Regions from separate parts of the Hordeum vulgare genome. Here region 2 is linked to region 1. The links are chromatin contacts, called in public Hi-C maps. All regions are on one chromosome and are shown on one strand. The core of a region is the stretch at or near the end of the contact, and the rest is flanking DNA. Distances in the headings are between cores, read along the strand shown.

Region 1 (7,058 bases), core at 1,755-4,254:
TTTAAATATAAATCTTTTCAAAAAATGAATAAATTTATATTTTAAAATATGTTTATATACATCAATATATAATTAATATCAAAACATTTGAAAAGACTTATACTTAGAAACGGTGGTTACAAAGCATACATGCCATGCAATCCTACAAAGAACATGCATGCACGAAGAAGAGGGAAGAGTTTTTTTTTTTGAAAATAAGAAGAGGGAAGAGTTAATTAAACCAGTACGATTTGTGAAGTCAAAGTGTCTCTAATATAAAATTTGTGTTAAGTCAAACTATCTCTAATTTAACTAACTTTACAGGAAAAAAGTTTTATCACTCAAAATAACAAATAAATATCTTAGATTCATTATGGGATGTAGTTTCGTATTATATTGTTTTTTTCAATTTTTAAATATAAGACCTTTGAGATATTTCACTAAGAACTAACTACATACGAATGTATATATATAGACATATATTAAAATATAGATCCATTCATTTTACTTCATATATGGTTCATATTAAAATTTCTAAAAGCGATTATATTTAGTAACGGAGAGGATATATTTGGTATTATAGGTATCGATATGTTTTAATATAAATTTGGTTAATGTTTATAAGGTTTGACGTGACAGAAATCTTATACAGAGAGCAAAAAGACTGGACAGGGTGTATTTGTGTAACTAAATTTGCAGGAAACTAATGAGTCGTACGTATCACACTACTCCTAAAACCCAGTAAATAATGCACAAAACGTGTCCCAGTTAGATGCGAGTGTTTCTGCCAATTAATATTCTCACTTTGAAAAGTAAAGTTTCCTTCTCGCTCTTTTGGGTTCAGCACAATGCATGCACAGGAGAAACCAACAGTTCGTTAGTCATCGCAATGTTTAAGATCAGCATTGCCCAAATTAATAATTAAAACCGGCCGTGACCCGTGAGCTAATTAAGTAATGGTTTGTTTCGTTCGCCGACAACAGTAACATGTTAGTGCAGCCATCAGCCAAACACATGGTGGCATAACTACGTTATCCAGCTGCAATCTACTAGCACAACACCTGCATGCAGGAGCACTATAAAGTAGGTTGATGGCAACGTGTCACGCTAACACAGAGTATTTAACTAGTCACGATCCACATGTGTAAGTTTGTTAACACCAAGCTTGATTAATTAGCTAGCAACAGGATGCTAGTACTCCTCCTACGTGGTTCCAATTATCCACGGAACCTTTTCGATCAGATGCTGATGCAAAAGTAGTAACAGCCCCACTCAGAACACAGAAAGAACGTTGAGATATCTATAAAGAAAATAAGGGGTTGACCGGTGTACGTATGAGGTGTATTAGCATTAAGACAGTACACTACTGCCACATGACCGGTTGACCCTGGTTGCTAACAAAGCACATTCCTCTAGCTGGTAATCTCAGTGGATAATGACAGTGACAATTGGGAAAATGTCAACCCACCAACAAGACCCTCGTGCCATGCTGCCCGCATGTTCCACTTCGGATGGTCGATCGACATCTGGTCAATTCCGATCCACTTGTTGATAAAATGCTAAACAGTGAACATGCACAATCCAGCTTTTTTGCTATTAACTCCTGATTAGTTATAATATTAGAAGGGTAATGCGCTTTCTATATCTAAATAGCTAGTCCCACTGAATTATTTCTCCCAACATGCGGACTATGCCACCTAAACATGTAAATATGCATGGAAAAAATCCCAGCTTATTAATAAAATATAATTAACCATATGTGGTTTTAGTTTTATTTTGTATATATTATTCATCCAAATATCCATGTTCGAAATAATTGAACATCATGAAAGTAAAGTTCAGCCAATTCCCAGGGTACCATTTTGTTGTTAAAGGGGTTTGATCCCATGGACTTAGTATGATCTAAACTAGTAGCTCTCTTTGATCTGAATTAATTGTCGCAGCTCTAGTACCACATGACTACACCCAACTTAATATTTTGAGAAATGACCAGTGCAAGGTACATTCAGACAACATCCACCTATGCTCGCATAACACTACTCACAAACCGAAACCACCGAGCCTCAATATTTACAAAATTATCACATGCATCATAGGTACGTCTCCAATCACTAGGAGGATAAACCACTTTAATAGAACACATATGATTTCAACGTGGTGATTGGTTCCTGGTGGACAATGGTACAAACCGCCTTTATCATCATCCAGAGTCAACCCAAGAATGCTTGGCTCTCCGGCTACACTCATCCTAGTTGATCCAACACTTATGGATAGATGAAGTAGATAACACACTATGGTTCCAAATTTGGAAAAAGATCGATAATGGTTAGTGTAGAGTCCACACAAGTTAACCAAGCCAATCAAGCCATATATATACACCTGGTGCAACCAAAGACTAATATAATGCTTACTTTTTAATACATGGTGATCAAATTAACCCTACTAATTAATATGTAACCATAGTAGTCCCTCCATTTACTAGTAAAAGGTCACTTCATATTTTTATGTCGAACTTTAACCATTAATTTTACCAACAAAATGTGAGCCATATGTCATAAGAAGTATGACACTGGATGCACATTTCAAAGAACTTTTTGATAAAAAAAATTGATGACATATGACCTGCAGTATTTTGCTGACAAAAATTATAAATCAAAGTTTAACCCGAAAAACAAAGTGTCTTGTATATAAAACCGGAGGAAGCATATAGAAACTGAAAAGGAAAGAACCATCATTCCTACTTTGGCTTGCACGTAGACATACGAGCGCTCCTTCACTGAGCATGTAGCTAGACGCGTCACCGGCACATCTGCAATACGTACATATATACGCACGGCACGTAGATGTGTATATATATACAAAAACATATATTGTATTTGGCGAGGTCGACCTGAAGGATCGAGTGGCGCAACCTCTGACCTGTCGTCTACGGCACTTCAAGTGTACGCATGCAACTAGCTAGCTAGCCAGAGCAACTGGCTACCACACTCACTGTGCTTAATTTGCACACACATGCAAGCTAGCTACAGAAGCTGGCACGTACACATGCACCACGCAAGAATAAAACAAGGAAAACGATCAACGTCCCATTGTCCAGAAGAAACAAGAGAGATTAATTCAAAGGAAAACAAAAACTAGGGGAGGACAGTGACTGATTGATGCATTGGTGTTCGATCGGTAGAAGTGACATGGACAGCAACGGACAAATATAATATAAATGATTAGTGATAACTGTATTTTTTATTAGTGATAACCTGCAATTCATAATTAGTTGTGTGATGATGATAGCGACTAGCGAGGCGAAAGAGTTGACCCAAGTAAACCCGACCCGGTCAATGTGGAATGATTATTTCCGAGCACAACTAGTAAAAGAAAAGATTATTTTGGTCCACAAAGATGCTCATGGGTTGCCACCTTGGGGCATCTCACTCTAGATTGCCAAGTTTATTGTGAGCGTTAACTAGCTAGCTGCCGTTGAGGATAAACCCCATACCTGCATGGCACATATAGACGGATGGATAGACAAAGACGAAAGAGAGAAGCGTGGCATGCATGCATGACCACTTAATTCGTTTTCTGCAACATATATAGGAGAAAGACGCATGCAGTGATGCAATCAAGCAGGAATTACGCAGGCCGATTTGGGACACGGCCAGCTAAAAGAATACGAGAACTTATATACCATACTTAATTCATAGACATGCGAGGTGGCGCCATGGCATTGCAAGATGTTGGATGCATGGAACGCACGCTAGATTACAAACGAAATAGAATTGCATGTGTGTCCAGCGTGGTCACACATTTGTAGTCACGCTAGTACCAAATTCGGTACTTCTTTATATATATTCGTTGCCATCTTAACAAATGCATATATTGGTTCCCGCTTTATAGGCGATCGATGATCAGTCGTACGTGGTGATGAATAAACTAGCACGTCGCATTTTCCTTGAGAAGCATAAAGTATCCCCGGCATCACAGTGACGAGATGTAAGCTATATATATGGCTAGGTGATAGATGGATGTACTCTAATTAGTTGTCTATAAGCTTATAGTTAACTAAACCGGGAGTGACGTGTCTAACATTGTTGATAAAATAGTGCAGAGAAGTCAGTGACAGTAGATTCTTCAGGCAGACAGGTAGGTAGGTAGGTGTCTGTGTGGGCGTGCGCGTGGCTGGAGCTGCCACGTTGATGCATCCGGCCTACACCTGAAGCCAAGCAGGCAGCGCCCATGCAGCCTTGCCTTCCTCCAAGGGCACACCACCTCCCCCGGGTACCACCCGGCCCTGCTATATGCCACGTATGTGCATATATAATTTCACTTTTATTTTATGTGCTATGATTTATGTATATGGATATGGAGACGAGACAGCGAAAGGGTCTAGCCACTGGCGTGGGGTGGCGTCTCTGAATATATCGATGCCGTAAACTTCACAAGAGAAAATCATCTATAGCCGCCGGACATAGCAAGTATGACTTCCTAGCATATCCCCATTTGTTCATGTGCACAGCCACGTTCTTTATTTTTTTTCCTTATATGCCCCATCATTTATATATGATTGATGGAGAGGAAGAAAGAGGAAGAAAAGAATGAATAAAGAAAAAGGAAAAGTGATTCGGGGTGGGTCTCGTCTTATGTGGTGGAATGACCGGGCGTGCTCGGACGTGTCCATGAGCCCTCATATCCTTCCTATAATTGAGATGCATATGAGGGTTGACATTAGGGATGATATGAAATGTCCGGTTGAGTTGCTTTTTTCTTCTCTCTTTTATTTGACCGCTGATCGGGCCTGTTCGTGGATGTATGAGGGATTGTTTGAGGCAATGCGCTTATAGACTCTCTAAGAGAGTCCATGGATCAAGAGTCTGCTTGTCCTTACGTGGTGTGAGAAAGGGTGTATATGTTTAGTCATTACATGGTTTACTCAAAAGAAGTCGGGTGGTAGGATTGGCCATATTAACCAGATACAGAACTTCTGAACCACAAGAATCAGTTTGTTAACTAATTTGATCATCGATTCTAGAAAACCAAATTTAGCTTGAAAATTCAGTTCTTGTCGTCAAGCACGCAAAATAATCAAAAGTAATTACAATCCGCAGGACCAATAGCATCTGATAACAGTATGGAACCCAACAAATGCTACACCAACCTCCCGACCTTGCACACCTCTCCATTGTTTCTCGCCATCCTACTTCTCTAGCAACCAGCAAACCAAAAGGTTGATGTCCCTCGTTCCGCCGACTCCTCTGCTATGATTTTCCCGGTCAACACATGTGTTGTGTCACCGCCTCTCTTGAGATATCCTGGCGGCAAATTCTTCACCGACTCGTCCTCTCCAGCTCTTCGGTTTGTTTGGTAAAAGATAAGAACCAATGAAATTTTGGTCCACCAAGGTTTTCACTTTTATTTTCTAGAGAATCAATCAGTCCACATTCTAACCAATCAAATTTCTTTCAAACCCGATGAACGGAATCGATCAGTTCAACCTAACAAAGCACCGAGATGTATTAGGCAGCCCACATATTTACACGGCTAAATTTGTTAAATACTTTTGAAGAGACCGTTGACCTATCTTTTTCTTCGATAATGTGTCTCTCCTAGCTGACCATGCGCCTCTCCCGACAAACATGTGGCTTTCATGTCAGGTTGCAGATGCCCCTTTGTGAGCTTCCTGGTATTAATTAATAGATTAGCATTGATTTCTCTAGTTTTTATCTTCATCTTGGTTATGGTGCATAAACTAAGATAACTGATATACCGGGGTGGAGGGAGTATTTTGATTCGGGCTGACTAGCGTCATCCACGTAGCCCATGGGGGCTACCATGTGGGGGCACCTACCCGAGGGCTTTTCGGTGCCTCCTTTTTACACCGGTGAATATTCAAAAGGGCAGTGCTAGGCGCTAGCGGACCGGCGCTAGCTTTTGCCGGTCGGACCCCAACCGTTTGATACAACGGTTAAAGACTGTCAGATTTGTTTACCGTTTCGTCCCCCCCTCGCGAGTCAACGCCCCGAGCACCGCCGACACCCCTGCCCCGCGCTTGAAGCACGACTACAACATCCTTGTCGCTGGTCGGCGCCCTCGGCAGATGTCCTCGCCGGTCGGCACCCTCGTTGGCCGTCCGCATCGCCGGCCACCGCCCGCACCTCGTTGGTCGTCCGCATTGCCGGCCGCCGCCCCTCATCCCCAGCTCTACCCCCATGCAATAGTTGTGCCCTCCGGGTTGCAACTCCATGTGTCGCTTGAAGCGTTTTCCCCTCTGAGATGTAGCACCGCCATGCCGTCGGTCCGCAGCTCCCCGGTGTCACCGCTCCCATCATCGTCGGTATGCTGTATCGGTTGAAGCTTTATTCACGGTGGTTGAAGCTATTTTCACGAGTTGAAGCTTTTTCCATCAACGGTTGAAGCTTTTTCCATCAACGGTTGAAGCTTTTTCCATCAATGGTTGAAGCTTTTTCCACAACGGTTGAAGCTTTTTATATGTCGCTTGAAGCTTTTTGCTAGTTGTAGAAAAAGTGACAGGCTTTCCTCGTTGGTCTGTGGTTGAAGCTTTTCAAACATATGATTGAAGCTTTTGTGTCAACGATTGTAGCTTTTTGTGTTTCGCTGTCGCCGGTTGAAGCTTTTTATATCGTCGGTTGAAGCTTTTTTCCTAGCCGGTTGAAACTTTTTTCATCACCGGTTGCAGCATTCGCGTCTTGCGTGATGGGTGGCCCTTGATTCCCCTCGTCTCTGGTTGAAGCTTTCGATAATGCCGATTGTAGTATTTCTTATCGCCGGTTTGAAGCTTTTTTCGTCGCCGGTTGCAAAAAAGCGATGCTGGTTGTAGCTTTTTCAGGAGGGTTGTAGCTTTGACGCATGAACTTGCAGCTTCGGCTTCGCAACCTCGCCCGCGATGCAAACTCTTGCCAGCAACCTCGCTGCCATCTATCTTCTGGGAGAGGGAAAGGGAGAGGTGGGGTGGCCCTCATCGACGGCACAACGAACACAACAAAAAGAGGAGTGGTGAGGGAGGATGGAGGAACAGGAAGAAAAACTGCAGGTGGACCCATGTTAATATGCCGCCAGAAAGCGCCGAA
Region 2 (7,058 bases), core at 2,086-4,585, 550 kb before region 1:
AAAAAACTAATGATCTTGTAAAAATTCCATTTATGATCAATATAAATGTGTTGTGATAGTCATATAATAATCTTGTGTTTGAGAAGTCCAACCATGAGTAGTGAGACACACTCTTTGACATGGTTGTTTGAAAAATGGTTTTAGCTTTGCTCTCTCTTCAAAATAAAGATTCACAAAATCCACAATGCATGTTCTTCTAGAAGGCATATTGAAACTTGGACATGCAATTGACATCACTTCTCTAAAACCAGCTTTTTAAGTAAATAAAAGTATACTTACCAACCGAATTTGGTTCGGTTAGTAGCCCAGCTAACCGAATTTTTCTGTACAAACTAAAAAACCGAAAGTTCGGCCTTTTCGGTTTCGGTTTCCATTTAGTTTTTAGTTGGACAGTTTTATGCCGAGGCCTATTCACATGACCAAACATCGTGTCAAGGGAAGTGTGGCTCATGCATGGCTGGTAAAAAGAAAATAGTAATAATTAAAGCAATTGACAAAACGACAACTTCTTGTTACTACTCGACAATAATAATATTAGAGTGGTGAACAAGAGTACCATAGGTCAAAAAGCAGAAGAGATTAGCTACTTAGTTTGCAAAAAACCCGAACAAAAACAGTTGCACCATGCCTAGAAAGAAGGGCGCCACGACCGACCTAACCCCCACAAGACCCCCACCCACCATTGAAGAGAGGACACCATTGATGTTGCCTGCAATGCCATCGTCATCACTCATGGCGTCTCCTTGAGTAAGGTACTTGAATTTTGGCATGGATGATCCGTCATGAACAAGGCACGAGGACCCTATTGGCCAGACGAAACAATCGATCACAAAAGTAGCTCTTCTGGTTCCGACAGGCTCCAAACTGCCCATGGTCCGACATATTTGCCGCCGTGTCGCCTTGCAACACCGCAGCTCTGACTTCACCCATATAAACTAGGCGTTTTTGCTGAGATGACACATTAAGCTGAGTATCATAATATTATAGTATATCATACTAAATGATGTACTAGTACATATCATGTATGCTAATAAATGATATCTTTATGATGATACTATGCAATGTGTATGATACTTTACACAGTGACCAGCCATACAATAAAATATGGAGTTAATTACAAAAGAGACTACATGTATGCATGTTCAATCTTAGTGTTGGCTCAGACAGTACTCATCAGCCATTTATACTAGAATGAAGTTACGGAGTCCTGTCACACTTTGCCCTCTCTAGCTGAAATGATACTCCAACTTACATATAGCATGTATGTCAAAGTCATTATGTAGGTATTCGGTAGAACGGATGATACTTGGTGTGCAAGGTTCAACACAGGCAAGTCAAAACTGACCAAGCACTATGAGACTACGCACCTGCTCAAGTTGGCCTTGTTATCCAGGGGGAATATAATGTGGACAATTTTAGATTGTCATGCAAGCTATCATGCCTAGGAATATTGGCTTGTGGTACGGCCGTGGACCGTGCTGGTTCAATTCTACTTGGCTTGGTCGGAACTACTCACCACAAAAGAACGCACTGAAGTTGCATTTGACCGTAGAAAATGTAGCTAAAAAAATGAGCAACATGCATGCGTGAACTGTGGATCCTACGCATGCACATACGCACGTCGATTGACGTGGGCCGGCGGCCGGCAGCCGGAGAAGTACGTACCTTCGTCGGCGGCCGACCGCGCGCCGTTCCCGGACCAGCCGCGCGTACGTATAGGCTTACTAATCACGTGCGCCGACGCCGAGCCATGCATCCGACATGCATCATGCCAAGGGCCGGCCGAGGTTAGTGATCTACGTGGACGTACGAGTACATGCACCATGCATGCATGCCCCTCCACGGTTCAAGGGTACGTACGTACGTCGTATACCCGCGCGTTTGCGGCCGGTGGCTGGTCGGGCGTCGCCGTCCGTCGTGCGGGCCCCAACTAACCGACCGTGTCTGTAATCAAGCACATGCATTGACCGACGGGTCTCCAAATATTCACCGGTGACTAAACCACGCAACATATGCATGCATGCGCTTTTGAGTGAGTGAGTGAGTGACGCATACGCTTACGACGGAGACCACGTACCGACGGGCCAACGCCTTTTCAACCAGGAGAAACACGCCTTTCCAACCATCTGCCTCTTTCTCTCTCTCTCTCTCTCACCCGTTTTAGACGGTGAAAAGTATAAACTCCACCAGTAGAGGCGTAGGAGCAATGGCTGCAGGTACCCCTCGATCCAGTCGCTGACTGTGCATGGTTGATTTGATCATCTCCATGGATGATTACCGGTTGAAACGTGTCGAACAAATCAATCATATCCTGCACTAATACGTAACCGATACTTTTTAAACATGGTACGCACAAACTAGAAGAATTGGACGCGCTTTGCTGCGCCGTTGGTGCTATTGAATTTTCATAAGAAAATTACTCTCCCTATTTGAAAATATTAGGTGCATTTGTTTTTTTTGAAAAGGCAAACCTCTAAGTTTCACCAAATTTGTAAAAAAATGTCAAATCAATGTCATTGGCTTCATCACGAAATGGATTTAGTGCAAGTTAAAGAAATTCCTCTTTTGAAAAACAAATATGATTTATATTTTTGAACCGATTGGGTATTTGGTTTGGCGAGTTCGGAAGATGAGGGAGTGTTTTTTACATTTATTTATAATGCGGTGTTATGGGGCTTTGCACGGTGTGATTCTGGGTTATCAGCTAAACAATCCATACCTATGTGGTGAAATTTTCTACATCAATGGCTTCATGTTTCCACTTCTTTTTTCTATGTGGTGCGGTGGTGCGTGAGATTGATATGTTTCTATAAGTTGGTCGATGTTATTTGTTAAAAATAATCATTGACACCGTCAAAATATGAACCAAATAAATTAAATACCTTAATCAAATAGGAGAGCTCAAAATTAAGGAGAATAGTGAATTAAAAGAATGGAATGAGAGAGTTCATTAAGAAATTATTGACCCGATAAAATTAGTAAATCTATATTATAAAATATATTTATATACATTCATATGTAGTTTATAGTAAAAAAATAAAAAAGTATTTAAAAACGAAGGGAGTACGATGTACAAGTAAAAACTCTTTCGTTGATGGAGGTATATAGAAATTGCATGCACGCATGCATCACCATAAGAAATATCTAGGGAGGAACGACATGCATCATCATATGGCTTGGACCCGCACCTCATGGGCTGGCTTCGGTCGATCTGGTAGAACTGTTCAGCGTACGTGTGGGCCGGTGGATGCAGACTAGCTTGCAGTGTATATCCACCAAAATCATTTTCTTAATCGGACCTGAGGGTATTAGGAAAGGAAAAATCTTGCAACTTGCAATGGTAGCTAGTGACTCCATGTATTAATTTCTTGCAAGTTGTGAGGTTTATCTACTGTGTATAGTACCACAGATATGCAAGTGTACGCATGTGTGCATGTTCTTGTCCTTCTCCTTCTTCGGTTGGTGATGAGTCAACTTTGATTTTGTCCAGTATCACTGTATTAGCTCATCCATGTGTGCATACATACTACACCCTCTGTAAATTAATATAAGAGTGTTTAATTAGATTACTAAAGTAGTATTCTAAATGCTTTTATAGTAGTTTACAGAGGGAGTATTATATATTTCCGTTTGAAAATACTTGTCATAAGAATGGATTTATCTAGATATTTTTAGTTCTAGATATATTTATTTTTATCTATTTATGCAACAAGTAATTTCCGGCCGGAGAGAGTACCTGTCTTTCCATGCATTATGTATATCCTACTTGGCAATTGAAAAACGACGGCATCAACATATATCTGGTATTTCTCCAATCAGCCAATGGGTTTTAGCTATATAATTAGTACCAGTGGCGTTCCTCTGACATGCTCTTCATGGTCTCACATGTAAACATCAGAGGCAACAGTTTCCATAATGATGGTACCGGTCAGTGCATGATACTGCAATTAAAGAAGCGGCAGGCTGCAGGTGAGATCGGACCGGTAGCCGGTAGGTACTCTCTACTCTGTGTGGCAGTTGGTAGTTTTTTCCGGTACCAGAGACCAAAGGTTGGTACTCCATCTGATGAAGGGAGAAAGATTCCAAAAACCTTGATTTCGGTAGGCCCAATATGCCCAATTTGCGATGTACGTACGCGTGAGAGAGATTGAACTATATGCAGGGACCAGACCAGACTGAGGTAGCTCCGTGGGCCACTTGCCACATGCATGATCTGCTGCAAATGATGCACACTTAAACTGTTATTAATAAATGAATATAAACAAGCAAATATCAGGATAGCAAGGTTAGCGTTTGGAATGTACGATCAATAATTCAGGTGTGCATTTTACACAGAGGAATCTTCTGGAGGGCAATCATGATGCCCATGATATGATTATAAAAGTGATCATATGATTAGAAGATCATTAGCGCGCGGCGATTTGCCGCTCAAATGATGGCGGCAGGAGGGTCGTACGTGTGTAATAGACCAGCTGAGTAGTCAGGCAGTCGATGTCGATCGATAATTAATGGGGACTTGTAGTCATGCACGTACATGTGCGTGAGATGTGCAGGTTGCCACGATCTTCCATCTTCATCCATGCATGAGATGGACATGGAGGTCGATGGTCGAGGTCGACCGGCCGACGCTGAGGTGGTTGCAGATAGCGTCCATGTGACTCCATGTGCGCGCGCGGGCGCCGGCGTACGTCTGATCGGCCGGACGGACAGACGGCGGACGGTCCGTCGTTCGTTGGCGCGCGGGACCGGCCGGCAGGCCGGCCGTCCGCCGCAGGGTCCCCGCCCAAGCTCGATCACAACAAAATGCATGCATGCATGCGTGGTTTGCTCGACACACGCATGGATGTGTCCCTGTCATTGGCCTCTCGGCCAAGATAGTCGTACCAGTACATTTGTTGCTTTTCGAAGAGAGTTTGATAGCAGAACAAAGCAAGAATGTTAAACACAATTGAACTAACACGTGAAGTAATTTCATAGGATCGTCACAAAGATAATAATCGTAGCAGTATGGCTATGATCTCTAAATATCCCAACCTCTAGACTTGGGCTTGTTGTTCAAAACAAGTGCGGGATTTTTTTTTGGAAAAGGAGGTTAAACCCCCGGCCTCTGCATCAACTATATTTATTAATTATTTCATAATGATTTAACAAAAATATACATCAATCCATGTGAAACCACCACTCAAACCTATAAACCCGATAACGTGGAATGCTTTCACTTTTCATATTTAAAATCGGTGTCGTCACCAATCCATCCGCATAACGTATCGGGACCAACAACTGATGCAGCAGACCTAAAACGCACACCATTGCACATGTTTTAGAAGCCATCATCATTGGACCATTGACTCATCTTCAGGAGAGAGATCCGCATCATCCTTGCTAGTCCGGACATTCGTCGACACCACCACGGCGCCAATGCCATGCGCTCATTCGTCCAGAGGCGGAACTCTAGAAGAAATGTCATGCGTAACACCTGCCAACCAGGCATGACTCGGCGTATCATCTGTCGGCCAGGCATGACTTGACGGCTCCGCAAAAGCTTCGTGCAAGACGAAACCGTTCAACCTCCTCCATCTGTGATCGAGCGCTTCTCCATAAAAGATGCTCCCAATAGAGAAACGACACCGCAGTACCGCCAACGTCCGATCTGAAAGGCCAGATCTTAGGGTTTCCCCCGAAGCAGTGCCCACCACCAGCAACCGTCAAGGATTCACACAGTGCCCACCATCACTCAGCCCTCAAGGTGACTCCTTCAGGAAGGTCATGACGTCAAAGACTTTGCTACCGCCCACCGAAGTTCAGGTTTTCACCCGAGAGGCAGGTAGGGGGGAAGTGGAGGAGCAGAGGAAGACCAACATCTCCAAGAAGAAAATCGCCCTTGAGCATCGTCGTATGTGCGGCCGGCCGGGACCGACCAAGGGGTTTCCCCCAATCTGGATCTCCTCCACCGGCTTCACCCGCGGCCATTGGCCCGGGTCCCGACAGGACACGCCGGCACCGCGAGGAACCCGCAGGAGGGAAGCACACCGATCAGGGCCGGAGGACAACGGTCAGATCAGGCGCCGCCGGCCGCCAGAGCAGCCATGCCAGGCCCTGGTCCATCGACGATCCGTCGGTCGTCTGACCAGACTACTCGCACCACGCTAGCCCCGTCGCTCAGCGCATCACGGAGGAGCATCGTCGAAAGGGCCGCCTCCCCAGATCTCATCGCTCTCCAGCTCAAGGCGGGGTATCAAGGGCCCCGCCGCTACGGTCCACGGCTGCGGCATGGGCTAGCCCGACGCCAGCCTAATGCGGCGGCGAGGAAGGGAGGGAGAGGAGATGGCTATGCCGACGGTGGGAGAGGGGTCACCCCTGAGTCGCCCGAGAGCGTTGGACTTCGGGATGGATGGGAAGAGGGTGAGGAAATGGTTTTGGATCTAGTCTCTGTTGCGAAGGAGGCGGTCGGAGGCGGGAGATCAGGCGGCGGCGGCGGCGGCGGAGCTCCCTCCCGCTGTGGGCGAGGGAGCCGCAAACCCAAAGTGTAATTATTCATAAAATTGGATGGATAATTTCACTTCCTCGTTCTCTGCACAAAATATGAATGCATACGGTCTTTTAAGTATGACTATTAGGATTTTTATTTGGTTACACATAAGCCTAACCTAGTCCTCGATAAAAAAGTGACTATCCAAGCCTGGTCTAACCCTTGATAAAGAAATGAGTATTAGAAAAGTCTGGTCCTTCAAAATAAGTAGGAATCTAAATTTGTCTCAGTAAGAATTCGAACCCAGATATTAAGTAGATGTTAAGTTTATACATCCATTCTCTCAATGAATTGAGGTAGGCTCACTCCCCAAAACAAGTACGAGCTAGTAGTTCGACCAATTTAATCGACAAGTAAAGCGATAAGAACATACTACCACGGGGAAAATTACGGTTGTATTGTAGCCGGAGTTTCTTAATTTGGAGCACAGGTGAAATTATTTTGGTGTCTATAGCCATCTGCTTTATATTAATTTAGTGAGCTAATTAATATTTCATCACCTAACCACTGATTAATCGGATTTGATATT

Evidence for each region. A called contact is a pair of places that touch in the nucleus more often than the background predicts.
Region 2: a Hi-C map of leaf shows a contact between it and region 1, with 6 times the contacts expected there. The contact joins two enhancer-like sites. A contact is called at or near these places in 3 of 6 Hi-C or Micro-C datasets (leaf and seedling).

Annotation. Positions count from the first base shown.
Region 1 is chr5H:15,416,392-15,423,449 of MorexV3_pseudomolecules_assembly, reverse strand. No RefSeq gene overlaps it. Among protein-coding and RNA genes, the nearest start is that of LOC123399074, 140 kb to the right of the region's middle. Within about 2 kb of position 3,004, at least 2 of the 3 cell types and tissues checked have open chromatin away from gene starts, as enhancers often do. A contact at or near this core is called in leaf and seedling, where this site is marked.
Region 2 is chr5H:15,966,493-15,973,550 of MorexV3_pseudomolecules_assembly, reverse strand. No RefSeq gene overlaps it. Among protein-coding and RNA genes, the nearest start is that of LOC123395880, 180 kb to the right of the region's middle. Within about 2 kb of position 3,335, at least 3 of the 3 cell types and tissues checked have open chromatin away from gene starts, as enhancers often do. A contact at or near this core is called in leaf and seedling, where this site is marked.